Linked DNA regions of Mus musculus: region 1 is linked to region 2. A link is a contact called in public Hi-C data. All regions are on one chromosome and are shown on one strand. Each heading gives the region's core, a stretch centred on a gene start, on an enhancer-like site or on the middle of the called end of the contact. The rest is flanking DNA. Distances are from core to core; before and after follow the strand shown. Region 1 overlaps Abr (active BCR-related gene). Region 2 overlaps Abr (active BCR-related gene).

Region 1 (6,363 bases), core at 1,205-3,704, 110 kb after region 2:
AAAGAAATTCAAGCCCATGGTATAGTCCTAATGAACCCTGAGGATATTATGCTATATGAAATAAGCTGGTCACAAAAATAAATAAGTGTGGTACCCCATTGTAGAAATGAAAGTATAAACAGGAGTTGCTGGGGCTGGGAGAGGGAGTGGGTGTTGCTGACGAGTGGGGCAATATCACTGCAGAATGAGAAGAGCCTGGGACAGTCACACACGGTGGTCATACAATCATGAATGTATTTAAGCCCACAGAACTGTGCACTTAAAATAACGGCAAATTTAAAGGGCATATACATGTATATCATACTACCGAAAAAGTAAAATACTTTTTTATTTCAAAGACATGGTCTCACTATTATAACTCTGGCTAGCTTGGAACTTACAGAGTTCCTCTTGCCTCTCAAGTGATGGGATTAAAGGTGTGTACTACCATGCCTGAATAAAACATATTTATTTTACAAAAGAAAATGGAGAGGGATCAATACCAGGGATAAGAACCCTTGCAAGGGAATAGTCAGCTTTGTGCTTAATAACAGTTGCGGCTCTTTCAAAGGACCCAAGTTTGAGTCTAGTACCCACATCAGGGCTCATAACCATCTATAACTCCAGTTCCAGGGGCTATGCGATGCCTTCGTTTGGCCTTTACAGGCACTGCATGCACACATTGCACTTAACATACAGACAAAATTCTAAAAATCTTAAAAAAAAAAAAAAAAAGAGGTACCAGAGCAAGGTGGCTGATACAGACCCTGGTGTCCCTCTCCAGTTGCAAAGGTAGGTTTGATTAGCTGACTGCATCCTGCTTTGTGATCAACATCCTGGCACAAGACATCCTGGCTCAGTTCTAAGCAGAGCTACCAGGCATTTGTGGGGTCTAATTCCAGTGTTTCCTCTCCCATCAGGCAGCACCTAGGCTCCCACTCCAGAGCTCAGTCTATCTCCACAGAATGATGTCAGTGGGCAGTGTCTCTGGGAGGATGGTGAACGGTCCAGGGGTCATGGCAAGGAAGAGGACTTCCCCATGACATCAGTTGCCCTGGTGAGGAGCCTTACCTCCCTCTCTCTCGCTCTCTTTCTCGCTCTCTCTAATTTATTTATTTATTTATATGAGTACAGTGTAGCTGTCTTCAGACGCACACCAGAAGAGGGCATCAGATCTCATTACAGATGGTTGTGAGCCACCATGTGGTTGCTGGGAATTGAACTCAGGACCTCTGGAAGAGCAGTCAGTGCTCTTAACCACTGAGCCATCTCTCCAGCCCCAAGCCTCACCTCTATTATAAGCACCTAAGTCCCCACTCAGCCTGGAGAGGCTTATCCTTTCACCTGGCAGTAAGATATCCCAGCCTCATCACCAGAGAATAGCAGCCTCCATCAGGAACCAACCACAAGGCCAGACATGAGGAGTCAGATGTCTCTGCTTGGCTGCCACAGCAAGGATAGCTGCAGAGAACAGGCTGGATACGAGAGGCCAAGAGACAATGGACACCAGGCCTCCAGGCTAGTGGGCCTGCCTTGCTCTAGGGAGATCAGTTGGGTTACAGGGTCAGCTAGCTCTGTTCCAAATAGAGCTAGAACTGTCCCCTCCGTGCCTGGATATGAAGACAATGGCAGACACTGTTTGCACACAAACTTCGGCCTGGCTGATAATGAAAATCACATTTCACACTCGGGACAGATGGGCAGGTAAATGATACATCCCAGTCTCTCAGGAGAAAAAAAAAAAGTGAAGGTGGGATTCTGAATGGAAGGCCAGAGGAGGCCTACAGTGCCCAGACTCCCAGGCTTCCTGAATTCATCATTAGCTGTGTGACTTGGGCAAACTGCTTAACCTCTGTGTTTATAAAATAAGGGAAGAGCAGCACGCAGGCTCTCATAGAGCTCTTGTGGCCGCCAAGAGAGTGAGTTTAGGTAAAACCTGGCATGTAAACAAGTGATGGTGCTGGCTGTTATTATCAGCACTGAAGTTATTGTTCTGATTTCTTACTGTCTTGGCCTTGGGAAAGAGCCTAAGAAGGCCAGCTACATGCTGTGTGGGTAGCGCATACACTGCCAACTATAACAGAGGCACAACAGGACAGACCTCACACATGGTAGCTGTGCTCCCCGATCTGACAGCCCGCTCCCTCTGTGGCTGCCACTCATCCTCAGCCCCAGATCTGGACTCCTTCCTGAGAGCCCAGGGCCCTTCCACAGACTTAGGCAAGCTGCATAGGCATGTGGTCCATGCAAGCCCACCCCCACCAGGAAACAACCACTCAAGGAGGGAAAAGAGGAGGGGTGGGAAGTGCACAGACAGTAGCTTCCCTAACCCCACACTCCTGCAAAAGCACAAAGTACAGCCACCAACACGCACAGCTCACAGCACTGTCCCCAGCTGTCCCTCCAGAACTGGTAGGTTAACGTGTGCTCACTCCTTCCCTCTGCCTCTCCTGGGTTGGGGGAGGTCACATGAGCTGACTCACAGTCATCCTTCTGGAAGGGAAGAGTCAGCAGAACATTTGGTAAGAAGAACTCAAGCTCTGGAACTAGACTGCCTGGCTTGAATCCCAGCCTCCACCTCCTATCAGCTGTGTGACCTTGGCAAGTCACCGTAACCTTTCTGTGCCTCTATTTTGCCTTCAAAATGGGATAATAATAGCAGCCAAATGCAAAGGGTTTTGGTGAGGAGAGATGAGTCAGCACATTCTGAGTGAATTTCAGCTATGACTGAAAAGCTCCCTTAGGTAGACCCGATTTCTGAGCTCTCAACAGGCCCAGACCCTCAGATCCAGACATTTTACTCACCCCTAATCACTTCTGAGAATTTATCGGACAACTGGTCCTTATCTGCAAAGGGACCTGAGGGTCTGCGGATGTGCCAAGCATATGTTAATGTTCCACCCTGACAGGGTCTCCTCTGCCTCCGGGCTGCACCATGGCGGCAGGCCACAAGATCATCACTCCTGTCCGGAGATCACAGCAGCTGCGTGTGTCACACCCCAGACAGACCTGAGAATATTTCCCGCAGAGACACTGCTGAGACGTTCTACTTAGGGATGACTGTTTCTTCCCTGGCCATTTTAAGGGTTTGTGACTTGGAGAGGTCTCTGGAATCCAGAAAAGCACAAGACAGAGAAGCAGAGCTGTGATGTCGCCCTCTGGGCAAGGTGTTAATAAGCTCTTCCTTACGCTCTTTGCCGCTTTGCTATGTAGGGGCAGCATTTTCTTGCCAGATCAGAGCATAGGCTAAGTCAGAAAACTGAGGCGGCTCTACTGTGATGCTGACACCTGACGGGTGCTCAGTGTGTTAGAACAGAATTTCGTCTCCTTTCCCACTGATGACAAAGATGAGAGACAGATCTGACTGCCTGCCCAGGTCTGTTATATTCAGCCAGATGATGTGTTCTGTTAGGGGGGAGGGAGGAAAACCTGCAGAAGGCAGCCCAAGCAGGTTTATCATCTCAGATTTGGAGCTCTGGGAGATGAGAGGATACCCTGACCTTTCTCTGTCTCCGAATTCTAGCTCACTTAGTCAAATTCCAGTTTCACCCCAACCCCAGAACTAGGCAGAGGAGCCAATGCAGGGGCCACTTGTGTCCTTTAGTTAAACACACCTGATGCCCACCAGCTTCTGGCTCAGCCCCATCCTGCCTGCTGAAGCAGATGACACCTCCACGGAGTGATGGGAATGTAGACCCACCAGAACTGGGTGCCTATCACACTGCAACACCACAAGGTGAAGAAAAACACACCCTCCACTACTTCATCCTTCTCTCTGTTTTGTAGCCTGGTAGTCACCATAGCAACAGGCTCCAGCTCCAGCCTGCCAGGCCAGGCTGATGCAATTCTCAGCCAGTGAGCGGCTCAGACTCACTCACACAGCTCTGTTCTCACTCAGGGGTGGGCGGGGGGCTGGGGGGGGGGTAAGAACAAATGAGGAAGGAGGAGAGAGGGGTGCAGCTGACAGACACTCTGCTCCCCCATTCGTTCAAGAGCTGAATCCAAAGGACCAAGACCATGAAGTGAGCAAAGGCTTCTCTTCCCACATCCCTAACGAACAGTGTCACTGCAATGGATGCCACCTGTGGAAGATCAGGGAAGTCACACTGTGCCAAAGTACACTCTACTCTCCTAAGACTCCTTTCTCATCCGCTGACTCTGCACCCTGCAGCCCACCCCTCCTCTGAACTCACGGGCAGCCCAACTCTTCAGAAGTCAACAGGTGCAGGGTTGGGGGTGTGGCTCTGGAGTAGAGCATTTGTTAAGCATGTACCCAGTCCTGTGTTCTGTCTCCAAGACAGCAAAACAAACCAACAAAAAACAAACAAACAAACAAACAAATCAGAAAGGGACACACATAGCTTCATACACTCTGTATCAGCTGCATGGTCCCCATAATCTCAGCCCTCTCTTGCAAGCTGACATGTTCCCATAATGCCTCCAAACTTTCAGCCCCACTCTGAGGGTCTCCCAGCTTCCCTGGGAGTTCTACTCGCTCTACATTTAGGATATACCTGCCAAGACCCACCCAACCCAACCCATTGGCTCACCAATGCCACCAACTTCAGGAAAGAAGAACTAGGAAACGTAAAGGGTCAACTCACCCAGTCCTCACCACCCCCAAAGGCCACAGGCAAAGAGCCCATGTTTTCAGGAGAGCTGGCAAGGCTAGAGTCCCCCCAGCCTCCGAGTGCCTACCCATGGATGCAGGATTCGCCCTCCCGTGCAGGCCACCGTCAGTGCAAATGCCTGTAGTGCCAGGAACGCCTCCCTCCAGCTGGCTGGCTCTCTTTCCCACCTGGTCCTTGGAGCTCTCCTACCCAGGGCACTCAGGGCACCCACCCAATCAGTAGCTGAGATTCACACCAACAGGCCCTGCTCTGGGACCTGCACCCTGGCAGAGGCCTGCACTGGGGCACCTCACTGCCACCTCCCTGGCCACCCTGACAGATACGGGAAATGATTAGCTGGGAGAGCCTCTTGGGAAAAGCGTTCACCATGGGATGCCCAGTAACTCGTCCTGTGTCCTGCGGGAGCTTCCAAGACTACAGAGAAGTGGAAAACTGCTGGCAGCGGCTTCCAATAAACATCTTCAGGGCAGAGCTGAAGAGTCCGGAAATAATCCTATATAGCTATGATCAAGGACTTTTTTTTTTTTTTTTTGCTTTTGCTTTTCAGTCTCTTTCTGTAGCCTAAATGGGCTCAAATCTAACCTGCTCTGCCTTAGTCTCCCAAAGGGGCACTACAGGTAGCCAACTGATTTTTTGTATTGTTTTCTGGTACAGGGATTAAGCCCAGGACATCGTACATTTGGGGAAAGCACTGCCTCCCATCATTTGAATCCTGACAAGGATGCCAATGCTACTCTATAGGGAAAGAACAGACTTTTCAACAAATGGCACCAGCACAACGGGATTACCAAACATAAAACAGTGAAATGGAACTCATTTAGGAAGTTAACTCAGGTGGCTTAGGCAATAAAAGAACTTGCCATACAAGCCTGGTAACACAAGTTCAAGACCTGGGGCCCCTGTAAAATCAGAAGGAGAGAACCCTAAAGTTGTCCTCTGATCTCCAAACAAAGCATAGCATACGTGTGCCCAAGCATGCGAACACACACACACACACACACACTGATAATAATTTTTAAAATTTAATTCGAAGCTGGAGAGGTGGCTCATTGGTAAGGCATACCAAAAGCTCTTGCTTGACTGTGCATGACAGTACATGCCATTAACCCTAGCTCTCAGGAGAAGTAGAGGCAAACAGCTATCTGTTAATTTAAGGCCAGCCCAATCTACACAGTGAATTCCAGACCAGCCATGGATACACAGTAAGACCCTGGGAAAACAAAACAACACTATTAACTGAGTTAGGTATAGTGGCTCAAATCTGTGATCCTACCACTGAGTGGGCTCAGGCAGGAATTTGAGGCTAGCCTACACCACATAGTAAGAACCTGTCTCTACAAATCAAAACAAAAGCACTTAAAATTAAAGATGAATTAACTCAGGAGGCAGAGGCAGGGGGATCTCTGTGAGTTTGAGGCTAGTATGGTCTCCAGAGCAAGTTCCAGGGCAACCAAGTCTACACAAAGAAACCCTGTTTTGAAAACCTGGGGGGGGGGAGGGAAAAGGCTGAACTGAAGAAGGCTGGGAGATGGCTCAGCAGTTAAGACACCGGTTACCCTTCCAGAGGACTTCAGTGTGATTCCCAGCACCCACAGAGTAACTCACACCATCTGCAACTCCAGTTCTGGGGAGCTGATGCCCTCTTCTGGCCTCTAGGCACGTGTGTGGTACACAGACATACACGCAAAAAAACAAACAAAAACAGTCATACCCGTAAGTGCATGAATTAAAGGTAAAAGCTGCAGCTATGAAA
Region 2 (6,646 bases), core at 1,156-3,655:
TTGTAGAAGCTCCCTCAAAGACACCAAAGCGGCAGACACCTAACCTCCCTTCCAATAGGTGGGAAAGACATTAGGCGAAGGGACTGAGGTCCCAGCTACGTCCTAGTAAACTGCTGTAACATACCCCTACTAGCTCCTAAGCTATGTGCCATGCTGATGGAAAATTGCCAAGCCTAAGGACTAACCACTACCCAATGGCATCCCTCTTGACTTAGATAAGATGGAGACAGCTCTAAGGACTCTTCCTGTAATCCTGTATGTTGTCGTCATCCCCTCTACAGAGGTGAGGGAACCAAATAAGAGGTTTAGTGATGTCCCTACAGTCACACAGCTAATAGGTGCTAGAGCTGGTTTCTGAGCGATGAGTAGTCTCCCCAGGAGCCACTCCAGAGCCCAACAGTAGTACACTTATGGGAAGTCAGCAGTGGAGAGGGCAGAGCAGAGAGGACCTGCTGCCCAGAGGCAGCTGCTAGCTGAGCCTACAGTTATCCAGGCTGTGTTGTAGCAGGAACAGTCTACACCACAGGCAAGTCTGGAGGCTGAATTCCCCATTGTCTCTGAAGAGCCTGCTCATGGGCCTGCTCTGACTCTTTCCAGATCTCCCCTTCTATTATGTAATAGACTAGGTTGATCTGTCCCCTGAGTGAAAGTGGGAACTACCATCTCTGGCTACTGTCGAGGAAGGCTCAGTATCACCAAACACACCAAGAAATTTTGGACCTCCCCCGACTCCATACTAGGAAATGTTTCTGGAGTCTCCATACACACAAACCCTGGATAGGGCCTCTCATCCTATTCTCCCACCAGGAGAGTCACAAATGTGCCTGCTGACTACTTTGGAAACAGGCAAATGTAGTGCCAGCAGACAGCTGTGCAGCTGGCTAGCCTCTACCTCGTGTACACACACACACACACACACACACACACACACACACACACACACACACACACGGGCCCAGTTCCCAGGATGGAAAACCTAATGCATTTTTTCCCTTCCCATTCCTCCTCAGCATGTCCTCTCACAATGTTCACCAAACTAGTTGGTTGGGACTTTGGTCCTGGCCAAACCAGAGGGAGGGACATTGTCTCAAGATGAGAAAAACAAGACTCCAGCGCCAGCTGTGACTAGGTCCCCACTGGCGCCCTCCAGAGCCTGGCCTGCCTGAACCACAGCCAGCACCCAGATGAGGGGATGAGCTCAGAGGCGCTGGCCCATGGTAGCAAGTGGATTTAAGGAATACCAAGTGACCTCCTTCCAACTGGTGTCTGTAATTAGTCCTGGGCTAAAAAGTAAGTGATGAGGACAGGCTGGTACTAAGTTCAGTACTAAATAGTGATGTCAGCTTAACAGCTCTGGTTTGCCCTGACCATAGGAGGGGCAAGGGAAGGTGAGAAGGGCCTTAGTTTAGGACTTGTGGGCATTAAGTACAATTTTACAGCTAAGCCAAGCAAGTCCCTGCTGGGCTTAGGGTCTCAGTTTCCCTGTTTCATAATGTATGGGCCAAGACCAGTAGGCTTCAAATTCTTAACTGACTCATAATGAACACATCAGATGATGTAACAACCCAGGACACATGGACAGGTAATGGAATAAAGCAATCTTTTTGCCTGGAGCTCACCCTTCTGCTACCCTTTCTATTTCACTTAAAAAATGCTGCACTGGGCTAGCAGGACGGCTCAGTGGCTAAAGGCCCTTACTGCCAATTCTGACACCCTGAGTCCAGCCCTCAGAAGCTACATAATAGAGTCGACTTCTACAATCTCCACATGCGAACCACACATGCATACACGCATGCACACAATAAATAAATGTAAACAGAACAAAAAGTTGTACTAACTAAATAAATGGCTGCTTTTGGGGCCCACAGATTAAACCCACCTGAGGCCCTTTGGTTCACCCCACCATTCTACGAGAGTCTCCTTATGTTTCCCAAGCTAGTTCTTGATTGTTCAAGCAATCCCCCTGCTTCAGCATCTTGACCACAGGCATGTGCTATGGTACCATGGCCAATTATTTTATACTGCAATTAGGAGCCAGTTTCCCAACAACCAATTGTGAGCTCAGGACAGGGAGAAACAAGCGCTCAGCCTGCTGCGGGTGGCCTAGCACAGGCCAGGACCCAGGAGGTGGAGCTGAGACGATCGGTCTGGTGGGACAGGACAGGAAGCTGCTCTGGGCTGGGCCCTGCCTCTCCTCCTTACCTTTTCAAGTGTTCCAGCAGGAAAAGGAAGGTGATGAGGTTGGGGTCAGGCAGGGAGCGGAGTAGGTGCATCATGCAGTTCTCCTTGGCAGCAGGGTCTGACAGGGCTGCAGGAGGAGAAAGGGCTAGGGCAGGGCCTGCCTGGAAGGCCAGAAGCCTGGACCACAGAGAGAAGGCCTGACCTGTGTGTGGCCTGTCAACAGTGGGTTTCCCTAGGATGCCCAACCATGACTCATAACGTGGCTAGAAGGTAGGCTGAGGGAGCAGCCTCTCCCTTCCCTTCTCACTGACCATTACCCCGGTTCACCCAACCCAAACTCCATGCTAGTTTAATCCACTAGTCACAAGTTATTACTAGGGGTGGGGATGTTCTCTGTCAAACAGCTCTGAAGCTGGCCTATACTGAACAGCCTCCCCTAGGCTTCACATTCTCTACAGGGTCTCAAGTCTTATCTGCCTCAGGAGAAGAAGGGAGCACTGTGCCAGGCCTGGAAGTGGCCCTTGTAGGTGGTCACAGGAGCTCCACTGGCAAGTACCTAGGCAATGAGGAGAGCCACTCCGTGGGGCTCAGAACAGCTGTCCCCAGTAAACTACAGCTTTAACCAGCTTCTTCCCTAGCTCTAGGCCCTGCCAGCTCAGGGCCTTCTTCCATAAATGCCTGTGTCTCCAGGATCAGTGTGTAAGGGGGAGTCACAAAAGGGACACATGGACAGCGGGACAGGTAAAAGGGCCCAGCCTCAGCAGGCTGCACTTCATTCTCAGGTCCTTCAGTCACAAGAACAAGACTGCTCTGGACAAGCCACTGGCAGGAATGCCTGGGGCATTTCCTCCTGCTTTTCATGTTACCAGTCTAGGAGACTCAGCCCAACCAACCCTCAAGACTGCAGAAGCCTCACCAATGCCCTCCATGAAGGCTGGATAAAGTCTATCTGTAAGGAGGGGCTCAGGCAGCTCCCGAAAGTATAGCTTGAGGGTCCCAGCGATGGCGTTGATGTCCATGTCGCTCAGCATCAGTAGGATGTCCTTGTTATCTGTACAGGAGGGGGCAAGGTCAGAGGCTACACTCACCTCCGAGACATCTCAGGGGCAGCCCTAAGTACTGTTTCCGTCCCTCATATCTGTCCCTCGAACCTCTACGCACTGCACTCCTTTACTGCCTCCCCTTAGGAAGGTAGGGTATACATGGTGCCCACAAGCTCTACCATATGTCAATGCAGATGCTATCTGTGGGCAAGGGCATCAAGGGACAGGTTAGAGTCTATCTGCTGTGACTTCTCAGAAGAAAGGAGGGACATAATGAGTTGCTCAGAGTACCAGAGTGATACCCACCCCACATAGCACACACCTAATTACGTGGTCTAGGGAGCCATATATCATCATGTTCCCAGCCCCTAGCCTACCCTCACCCTACGTGGACTCATCATGGCTGCCTGCCTAGCTCAAGCATCCTGAACGCTGGATATAATACCAGTGCCTTAGCCCGACCCAGCCTGATAGAAGAGGGGAAACTGAGGGCCAGGACCCGCCACAGAAGAGACCTGCCACATGGTAACAGGGCCCGAAGACAGCAGGGAGGAAGAAGTCTGAGCCAGCAATGTATACTATGGAGTCAAAAGGTCTCAATTTAAGTTCAGGAACAGAAACGTGCAAGTTGGGTAACCCAGAACGAGTGACCTGACCTCTCTGAATGCCATCCTCATTGTAGCAGTGGTTAAGAAACATGAGGGAGACCTAAGTGACAAGACCCAGGACATGTAACTTGTCAGGGGACTCAGAAACAGCCTCCTTCGTGCCACAACAAATTACAGGGCACTGGCCAAGGCTTCTCCCTCTCCACCAGCTGCTCAGGTACCACCCATACCCGCTGGGCCTCTCTACTCACTGGCATCAAAGACAGCCTTCAGGGCCTGGATGTCCGTGGCCACCCCTGATATCCTGTAGATGCCAACCTCCTCAATGCCCCTCTTCTCCACCTCTTCTATGCATTGCCGGACGATGTAGGGCACCTTGGAGCGCTCCCGCCTGCAGGACACGGGTGCAGAGGAGATGGAGGGAGCTTCTCACACTGGCTGCGCCCTCTAGCTCCTCCACAGCATATCTCAATCTTGGTCAGCTTTAGCCCCTTGGGGTCAGGAGTCAAGGCAAGGAAGGCCCGGGGAAGAGGCTATCCCGTTCCTTAGAGCCTGCTTGCTGAGGTACAGCAAAGGTGGGAGAACGAACACCCCATTGGGTTGAAGTGCTTGAGTAGGGGGTAGCTCAGTGGCAAAGCACTTCTGTAACAACTCAGAGACCCCAGGTCCAAGCCCTGGCAATGCAATAAATAAAAATGCTCACAACAAACAAACAAAAAAATGCTCACACGGAGGCTAAGCAGCACGACCAGGGTAGGTCAGGACCTGGGAACAAAGCGCTCAAAGGGGCAGGGTGACCTAAAAGGGTGTGGGCCTTTCCCAGCTGGCCACTCTCTGACTCCAGTTTACTGCTGCCAAGCCCAAACATGGGTCCACAGTCACTGTCACTTCTTGTTTACTGCAGAAAACAGACACTCTAGCTCCCCACCCCCCTCCCCGCAGACTGTCCACCATTTCCATGTTGGACTGCTTATTTCTAAAGTATCCTGGGAGCTATTCCTGGCCTCCAAACAGGCTGCCTGTGGTACTGACTGATTAAGCTGCTGGCATGGGCAGAGGGCAGGGGCTGGGAGGTGGGAGGTGGCTGGCACCTAGGTACTGAAGCTACTTGGTCTCCAAGACAGCACCTACTTGGTCACCACGCTGATCTTCACTCCAAAGACGCCTGTCTGCTTTTTGGATGGGGTCCTCTTCAGGCTCATGTCACGGCTGGTAAATTTCATGGAGAATTCCACTTTGATCTGGTCAAGGGGGTTGAGTAGGTACAAATCCCCCAGGGAATGAGTATCACCGAACACAGGGCCTCTCTCTCCCCAAGACCACAAGCAAGGCTACCCCGAGCTGGCAGGGCTCCATGCGCCTACAGCTGGGATGGGGAGGGATGTGGCCAAAGAGAGGAGAATACTGGTCTGAGGGAGGCGCAGGCAGCCTAGCACCCAGGGGAGGGTGGCAGGAGGGATGGCATGTGGTTCAGATGTCCTTACCCCATTCATTTCAATCACGTCCGTATGCCAGTTCTTGCTTTCTACTGTCTGTGGATCCAGCTGCAGAGACAGAGAGGTGGGGACGTGAGGGGAGGAGAGAAGGCAGGTCAGAGGCCAGCTTCTCCTGTTGATCAGCAGTTGTTTACAGGAAAGGTAAAGAGTCAGAAAGGCAGAGGCCTAGATGCTCCTCCCGAAATCACCCTGGGAGAAAGTAGCTTCAGCCACAGTCCCCATCCCCTAGGGAAGGACCTCTGATCCCTGAAGAGAAGGGACACCTGCAATGAGACTCTGACCACCACACAGTCAGATGGGCCCTGTTGCCTAATTTCACAGACGCAACAACTGCACACAAGTGAGCACCATGCACTCGGAGCGGGGGCACACCAGGGCTTTCCGATTTCCTTGAGGGCCTCTAGCCCTTGGCACCTACTAGACAGAGGAAGAATAAGGCACTCAAACCATGCTGTACCCACATCACCAATGGACCTCAGCCGGCCCCCAAACCCAGAACGTTTAAAAATCAACATCTCAACATTTCTATGGCAAGTTTAAGTAGCTGCAAAGATCAGTTCCAGAATAATGTAAATATTGACATCGTGAAGTGGTGACATCATTCTTTAAGTATATGCAGTGGAAGCTAATTACCATAGTGATTCAACACCCACCATCATCCACTTAAACACAAGAATGAGCTCATCTTTTGAAGATGACAAGGCCCATCTGACAATGTGGTAGTGAGCACAGAGCGATGGGCACAGTGTCTCACAGAAGGTGCCTCTCTCCTCGATCAGAGCTGACTTAACTCCCCCTCGCCACCTTGATCCTCAGCAAGTCTCTGCACCTTCAGGGTTAGGCTACTGTCCCCACAGAAACAAGCTGTTGTGAGTGAGCGCAGGTCCTTCTGGTGTCTGTCACCTCTGACAGGGTCTGGTGCTATACCTGGCTGGCTCTGGGCCTGCATCCAGTCTACAGAGGCTCAAGCCCCGTGTTCAACAGTCACTTCCTTGTCACAGAGAAGGGATGGAATTGAGACTATAAGGGAAATGTAGCACGGGGAGAACCTAGCACATGCATACATCTTCCCTGGGCAGAGCCCCTGCTCACAGGAAAAACAAAAGACAAAGACAAAGACAGCCACCAGCATGCCTGCTGCCTGGGCCCTCTCACTCAGAAGGCTTGAGGCTGAGGATTCTACTTCATCCCAACAGAAGCCCCAACTTTGACCTTAGTTTTCTGAACCTCCCTTCTCTCTCCATGTTTGTCCCCCAAATCCTGGACCTACAGCACAGCCCTCCCTTTCACGGGTCCTTAACTGCATCTAGACTGCTGG

The links. A called contact is a pair of places that touch in the nucleus more often than the background predicts.
Region 1: a contact with region 2 is called in a Hi-C map of pancreatic cancer cells. The contact joins two enhancer-like sites. A contact is called at or near these places in 1 of 484 Hi-C or Micro-C datasets (pancreatic cancer cells) and 1 of 9 other capture datasets (liver).

What each region holds. Positions count from the first base shown.
Region 1 is chr11:76,527,422-76,533,784 of GRCm38.p6, forward strand. The region is part of intron 1 of Abr (active BCR-related gene); the gene reads right to left. Among named protein-coding and RNA genes, the nearest start is that of Abr, 41 kb to the right of the region's middle. Within about 2 kb of position 2,455, at least 99 of the 459 cell types and tissues checked have an H3K27ac peak or open chromatin away from gene starts, as enhancers often do. A contact at or near this core is called in pancreatic cancer cells, where this site is marked.
Region 2 is chr11:76,419,951-76,426,596 of GRCm38.p6, forward strand. It overlaps Abr (active BCR-related gene), which reads right to left. Exons shown (of 23, transcript NM_198895.2): 17 at 5,317-5,376; 18 at 4,964-5,073; 19 at 4,084-4,223; 20 at 3,098-3,232; 21 at 2,203-2,308. Among named protein-coding and RNA genes, the nearest start is that of Timm22, 16 kb to the left of the region's middle. Within about 2 kb of position 2,406, at least 14 of the 459 cell types and tissues checked have an H3K27ac peak or open chromatin away from gene starts, as enhancers often do. A contact at or near this core is called in pancreatic cancer cells, where this site is marked.